Regions from separate parts of the Mus musculus genome. Here region 1 is linked to region 2. The links are chromatin contacts, called in public Hi-C maps. All regions are on one chromosome and are shown on one strand. Each heading gives the region's core, a stretch centred on a gene start, on an enhancer-like site or on the middle of the called end of the contact. The rest is flanking DNA. Distances are from core to core; before and after follow the strand shown.

What was found. A called contact is a pair of places that touch in the nucleus more often than the background predicts.
Region 1: a contact with region 2 is called in a Hi-C map of cerebellum, with 2.1 times the contacts expected there. The contact joins the promoter of Asph here to the enhancer-like site in region 2. A contact is called at or near these places in 7 of 39 promoter capture datasets (the C10 cell line, hippocampal neurons, liver and 2 more), 2 of 15 datasets of contacts at CTCF or cohesin (CD8 T cells and pro-B cells), 56 of 484 Hi-C or Micro-C datasets (B cells, the Ba/F3 cell line, the C2C12 cell line and 34 more), 11 of 115 datasets of contacts at active chromatin or transcription factors (the 230-238 cell line, CD8 T cells, the HPC-7 cell line and 8 more) and 5 of 9 other capture datasets (adipose tissue, bone marrow-derived macrophages, liver and 2 more).

Annotation. Positions count from the first base shown.
Region 1 is chr4:9,667,050-9,670,424 of GRCm38.p6, forward strand. Asph (aspartate-beta-hydroxylase) reads right to left here and starts at 2,113. Exons shown (of 24, transcript NM_023066.3): 1 at 1,732-2,113. The coding sequence starts at 1,861.
Region 2 is chr4:9,594,549-9,597,781 of GRCm38.p6, forward strand. It overlaps Asph (aspartate-beta-hydroxylase), which reads right to left. Exons shown (of 24, transcript NM_023066.3): 11 at 829-867; 12 at 115-150. Among named protein-coding and RNA genes, the nearest start is that of Asph, 73 kb to the right of the region's middle. Within about 2 kb of position 1,328, at least 43 of the 459 cell types and tissues checked have an H3K27ac peak or open chromatin away from gene starts, as enhancers often do. A contact at or near this core is called in astrocytes, cerebellum, cerebral cortex and 2 more, where this site is marked.

The sequences.
Region 1 (3,375 bases), core at 863-3,362, 73 kb after region 2:
TTAGAACACAGGTGTTTCATTCATTATGAATGAAATTGTGCTTCATTATAGTTATGTCACTCTAAAGTGTGGGCAAATGATAGACTAAGGGACTATACATCCTAATGATAGAATAAGGGACTATATATACATCCTAAGAATAAGGTACTATACATCCTGGGGTTTCCCAGCCCTACCAGCTGACTGTAACACTGGTACTTATCAGGGGACGGTGCACACTCTCTGTACTGGCAGGCCTCATAAGAGACTTCCCTGGATGCAATCAGGGTGTAAAGGATAGAGATGAAAGTCTAGGATGTAGCTCAGCGGCTAAAGCACTTCCCCAGCACACACAAAGCTCCCAGGACAGCAGCAGACGCATTTCACCAGGCAATCGCTACAGAACACATTAAAATCTTGCTCATTAGCTTTCTCCTCAACATTCAGTAGGCTCTTCTCATTCACATACTTCAAATCTATGCTCCAACCACAAAGCAATGGCGCTGCCGATGTCAGATTAGCTGACTTAGGAGCCAGAGAGCCTGAATGTCATTTTTACCGGTATTGAGGTGAATTAATTACTACAGTGGCCTTGGACCTCAAACTGTGTACATAGAGTCCTTTCCATTAAGAATACAAACAGCTCTCAGAATGTTAATGTGTACAATGGATTTAACTGCCTAACTTTCCCCATTTACATTTATTCATTCATTTTCTAATCAAATATTTATTGCACAGCTATTAAGGAAACGAACTATTCTAGTTGATAATGGGGAATAGAAGAGAGTGAAACAAAGACAATACATGAAGACAGAATATACATGAAGACAGCAAGTGCTATGAAGAAAAACCATAGTTGGCTCATCTATCGTCCTGACATATACTAATAAAACCATAATCATCCAATCTATATATGACATATAATAATGAGCTGCCCATAGACCAAAGCATAGAATCTAAATCATTTCCAGTGATATTGAGAGCTCACATTCAATACACATGTGTGTTCCAGTTCCAATATTCTAAATATGAGTCAAAGGAAATATAAGAGAAACCGAGAACCGGTGAAATCTGACACGAAACAGATTTAAAACATCTGTTCTCCACTCTGCTGGCTAAGCACATGGAGAAGAAAGGTGAATAACCAGTAGGGTTTTTTGTTTGTGGGTTTTGGGTTTTTTGTTTGGTTGGGTTTTTTTTTTGGGGGGGGGGGGGTTATGATTTTATTTTATTTTATTGAGAAAAGAAAAAGGAGGCACAGAGAAAATCCCTATAGTACTTTATGATGTCCCTTTGTATTTTAAAAGGCAAACGCAATACATATTAAGAAAACTAAACAAAACTCCTTAAAATAATTTGCAAGAACGAAGCATCAAGTCTCATCCCGGCCCTTGAATACACTCCTCCAAGCCGCTCCTCAACGCTGCTGGCCAGGCTGAAACTTACTTTCTCTGACTTTGGCTCAGGGTCAAGCGCCCCGAAAACTGCAAAAAGATAAAGGGCCCTCTACACCCAGCTTCCATCAGGAAAGGCAAGAAAGGGCCGGCCAATGCTCGGGCAGGCTGGTGCTAGGGGTCCCCCTCCGGCCGACTCTGCTCCTCCGCCTCCCCGCCCGGTGAGCGCGGCCTCGCCCCGCGCACACAGGAGCCTCGCTAAGGATGGAGAGGAGCGGCGGACGTAGGATCAGACCAGACCTGCAGCGCCCACCCGGCTCCCGCCCGCAGCCAGGGCCTGGCCTGCGGGGACTCTGACCTCTCCGAGCCCCGGGGCTACTGCTGCTACCGCTGCTACCCGTGCTCGGGCTACCGCTGCCCGAGCCGCTGCCGCTGCCGCTGCTGCTGCTGTTGCCGCCGCCGCCCTTGGCGTTCTTGCGCGGGGCCATCGCGAGCTGCTCCGGGGACTGCAGAGAACCGGGGCCTTGCTGAGTGCACTAGGGACACCGGGGCTTCGAGACTCCTGTAGCAGCGCCTTAGCGTCCACTGCGCTCGCTGCGCCTCGGACGACTTGCACCAGCGTGCAGCCGCGCGGTTAGCCTCGCGTGCGCCCAGCCTGCGACTCCTTAGGCTGCCAAGAGCGCTCAGCTCCCCCCGGCCTCGGCCCCGCCCACGCCAGCCTCTGCCCACCCACCAGATCTGAAAGACGCCAACACGAGCCAATCCCGAGGACCGCTGGCAGGGGGCGGGGCAGGCTACGCGCGCCTGCCCTCCTCAGGCCAAAGCTTGTCTTTTGCTGCGCAGTGACTGCAAAGCCCCAGCGGCTTGTGGCTTTCTAGTCTGCCTGGATCCTCTGGAACGTGGCAAACGTGGAAGCCGGCAGGACTCTCGCGAGCGTTGGTGTTCTGGCTCCAACGGGATGGGGCGGGTATGAGGGCGGTGCCCGAGAGCTGCGCACCACCTCTTGGCTTCTTGGGAATTTGGTTCCGGTGCCTAAGTACGACCAAGGGTGCAAGCCCTCTCTTTGAAAAGGATTTGCCACAGTTCCGCCAGTACACTGTGATTGTTGAGCCTTCCAGTGTCAAAAATAAGGATTTGTGCCATCAGTAGTTTTGGAGAACCTTTAGTTAAGACATTAAAATGTTAACATGACTCAAAAACCCTATTTTCTTAACCATGCACAACACTCTCATCACACTAATACCTAGAATTTCTTCATGTCCCCAGCCATTGATCTCCTATGCTTATGCAGTGTACTGCGTCGGGATTGAGAACTGAATATTCAAAAGAAAAATGGCAACAGCTGGATGAACCAGCCAAGGTCCAGCAGAGACCATGATCATTTGTTACCAATTGCCCACATGGTGTCTGTGGGTAACAAAAAAACATGAAGTATGTGGTGATTTAATACATTGCTGTCAATGTCGAGATCTTCCAGGAGTTCTTGGAAGCAGCCCCTTGTAGAAGACCCAGAGTGAGCCACTGCTGTGGGACGACCCCTTCTGAGACTGCAGTTTCCTCAACCACCACTGACCATCATTAGGGTCCACTGGCCTCTGCCTTGTCAGCTGTGAATACTGGGTACCGCCCGGGGAAAAAAGTGGAACCCAAGAGCCTCACAGAACAGGGAAAAAGAGGGCATCGTTTTCACACAGCCATGAAGGTGGGTGCTGCCGTCCATTCTTACTGCATTTCTTTATCTCTGAGCCTCCTCGGCACCCAGGAGTCCTCTCTTTTGAACACAACTTCTTGCCCACAAAGGACATTCTTTCAGCAGGAAACAATGATGGGAATGGGGGGAGGCAGAGAGGCAAATCTGATCCATATCACTTAATGGAAGGTGCTGATATCTAAACTACAATAGATAAATAACTCTCCATCCCCAAGATAAAAAATTTTAATTACTCACAAAACACTATTATAGAGTTGATGCTTTAAAGGTTCAATCTTAACTAGCTTCCAC
Region 2 (3,233 bases), core at 78-2,577:
CTCTTCGAAGCAAGTTCCAGGACAGTCAGGTTTACACAGAGAAACTCTACCTCAAAAACAAACTAACAAACAAACATAAACAATAACAAAAGAAAACAAGACAAAAAACCTTACCTTCTGAGATTATGCTGGAATCATCTATGGTGTTATCTAGGAAAATAAATGAATAAGCCAATCACATTACATTAACTCTTGCTCCACTTAGATCAGTGACTCTCAGCCTCCCCAATGCTATGACCCTTTAATATAGCCCATGTTGCCATGACCCCCAACCACGGAAGTATTTTCATTGCTACTTCTCAACTGTAATTTTGCTACTAGAATGAATTATTTCTGATGGTTTTCAATGACCCCTGTGAAAGGGTCATTTGACACACAAGGGAGTCACAAACCTCAATGACCCCTGTGAAAGGGTTACTTGACACACAAGGGAGTCACAAACTGCAGGTTGAGAACCAATGACTTAGATACCTAAAGTGGCTAATATCCACTCAGAAAGTGTTATCTAGGCTGGATCTCCTTATGGGACACTCCCATAAAGAGTCTTTACTTATTCCACAAAATCCACTTTAATGCTAAATTGTATTCAAAAGTTTAATCTCACTCCTGCTGACATAAAATAAATATTGAATAAATATAAAATGTATAGTTCATTACTGGTTGCAAGTGCTGTGCTGTTTTATGCAAGGGCCTAGAGTATCTTTGGATTTTGATATCTGTTGGCCATCCTAGCAGCAAATTCCTGGCAGAAACCATGTTTGACAACTCCTAAATACTTATTCCTACTCTCTGTTCCACAGCTACGCAGTTACTATAGGAAAAACTCACCTGAAATCGCGACCCCTTCATGCTCTGAGGGTTCATATACTATGAAGTAAATAGAAAACAGAAATCATGCAGCACTGAGTAAAAATAAGGACAGACAGTGTCCTACAGGCTTGCCTTATTTCATTTATAAACATTTTAAGCCTCAGGCTTACTCACTAACAATGTAGATTACAGGGCAGGGACAGGAGTATTTGGCTAAATGCTATAAAACAAGCCATCTGGGCTCACATTTTAGCTAGTGGGTAGCCATGGGAGATGGAAGTTTCATGTTCTCCTTCCCTTACAGGGGCAAGTATAAGTTCCTCCCATAATCACTGTTAGCGAGATCTGCTGATGACTTAACAGGGAGTCTCCTTTCCTGGTTTTCCAGTCTGTGTGCGCTCTCCCCTGCTAATTATCCCAGGATCCCAGTTTTGCCAGGCAGTCTTTAGTTTGCACAGTGATTGGGTTGGAGACAAACACCCCTGCTGGTACCCTCTCAGCAGGAACTGGCTGACAGAACCTTTAATTTACCATGGTAACCAGGGCCCAGGGGACTGGAGTTTCTGTGCTCTGATGCAAAGGCTGGTGTCCCATGGCTCGCTCCCACACCCCCACAGCCCCACACAGAGCGGCAGGAAATCTCCTTAGTCAACTGACCTTCGAAAAAGCTTCCAGTATTTGGTACACCAGAACCAAACCTTCTGGCCCGCCTCCGTGGTAATACATCTTACCAAAATGTATTATAATGCAATGATACATTAACAAAGAACTGTTTTTGAATATTGATGTTAGACATATTCTTTTAGACATTATTCTTGATATTAGAGTACAATCATGTCAGTGAGCCGTTAGCATTAAACACGTACAAATCAACCTCCCTTGGCAGATCCCAGAAGCAAACTGTCACTCCTTTCCTCTCCTCAACCCACACATCTGCCTGAAAAGGAGCCCAGGAGAAGGGCAGGGACAAGCCTTACCCAGGGTACTCCTAAGCTCAGCCTTCCGGGTCTCAGCAGCAGGTCTCTCTCCACCCCCGCCCTGGGTGTGCAGGGCTCCCTTTCCTCGTCCTCAGCCTTCCCCATTGGCCAGTTCTTTTTTCAGTAGGCAACAGAAATGTGCCCTCAGACTCAGGACCTATCCCCAACCCCTGACCCCTGACCCCTGACCTCACCGTCCTCTCCTTACAAGATTCACAGTCTGGCTCCAATTACCTGCTAGTGCCCAGGAGTCCCATGGAGCCCTGGACTCCACTGCAAGCTGAACACCAGCAAATGGCTTCTCTGGTCTCACCTCTTGGGTGGCTCAAAGCACCCCCACTACCAGTTTGTAAGAAACTGGGTCCAAGGTCTCTCTGCCTCCCAGTTTCTCTTTTCTTAGAGGAAAAAAATCTAATATCCATTAAGCCTGCAGGAGTCAGAGTTGCCAGCATCTTGTTCTCCCACTCGCTTTCCACATAAATGCAGCAAACCCTAACAATTTGACCCTCTAGACATTTCTCAGACACCTTCGCCACCCTCCACCTTTGCTGGCAATACCCTGGTTTCCTGGCATAAACTGCCACCATTGCCATCCAATCCGTCCACTGAAACACTCATTAAACTATGAAGAATGCAGACTTGACTTCACATTGCCCTGTGTGGCACCCCAAGATGGAGATAATGTCCTTGACTTCGCCTACACATGGATCAAAGGGTCTTCTTAACTTCATTCCTCTTTCTCCCCAGAGAATCCATAAACAGATGTTACCAAGCACCCTCATCTCCAGGCATTTAATCCACACGCCAGCATGCATCAATTATTAAAGACTTGCCACGCAATGAACTGGCTCTCACAAGCACCTGTCAAAGTAGCAGAAGGCTGCACTGGAATGATTGCCTGACTTCCTCTTCCTGCTATATTATAGAGTCCATAAGGACGCCAAACACATGGCCCTTCATTGCAGCTACAGCAGCCATTTGTCCTGGACACAGATAGATAACATAAACACCTCAGTGGGATAACAAAGCTGTGCCATCACTTCCTGGGGTGTGCCCTGTAGGCTTGATGCTTTGAGGACCTCTGGGAGGTAAAAAGGCGGCTCTTGTTCTGCCAGACCACGTGTTCACCAGACTCTGGAGTTTGATGGAAAATGTGCATCATGTTCTCCCAAGGTTTCTACCTGCTAGAGCTTCACTTCTATACAGCAAGGTGACAGAAGCTTCCTACCAGATCCTGATGTAGGTCAGGATTAGGTCAGGTTACTGTCAGCTGACTTCTGTCTTCACACAGTGGTCCTGAAGTTGTTCCAAGACAACACATCACAGACTCTGCTTCTTACTCATAAAATCTCGAGCAACTTACCTACCTTGCCCAACCTTACTTCTTTTGCCCAGAAAACAGGGAAAACATAATCTAGATTGGAATTTAAGAACCCATGCTGGAAA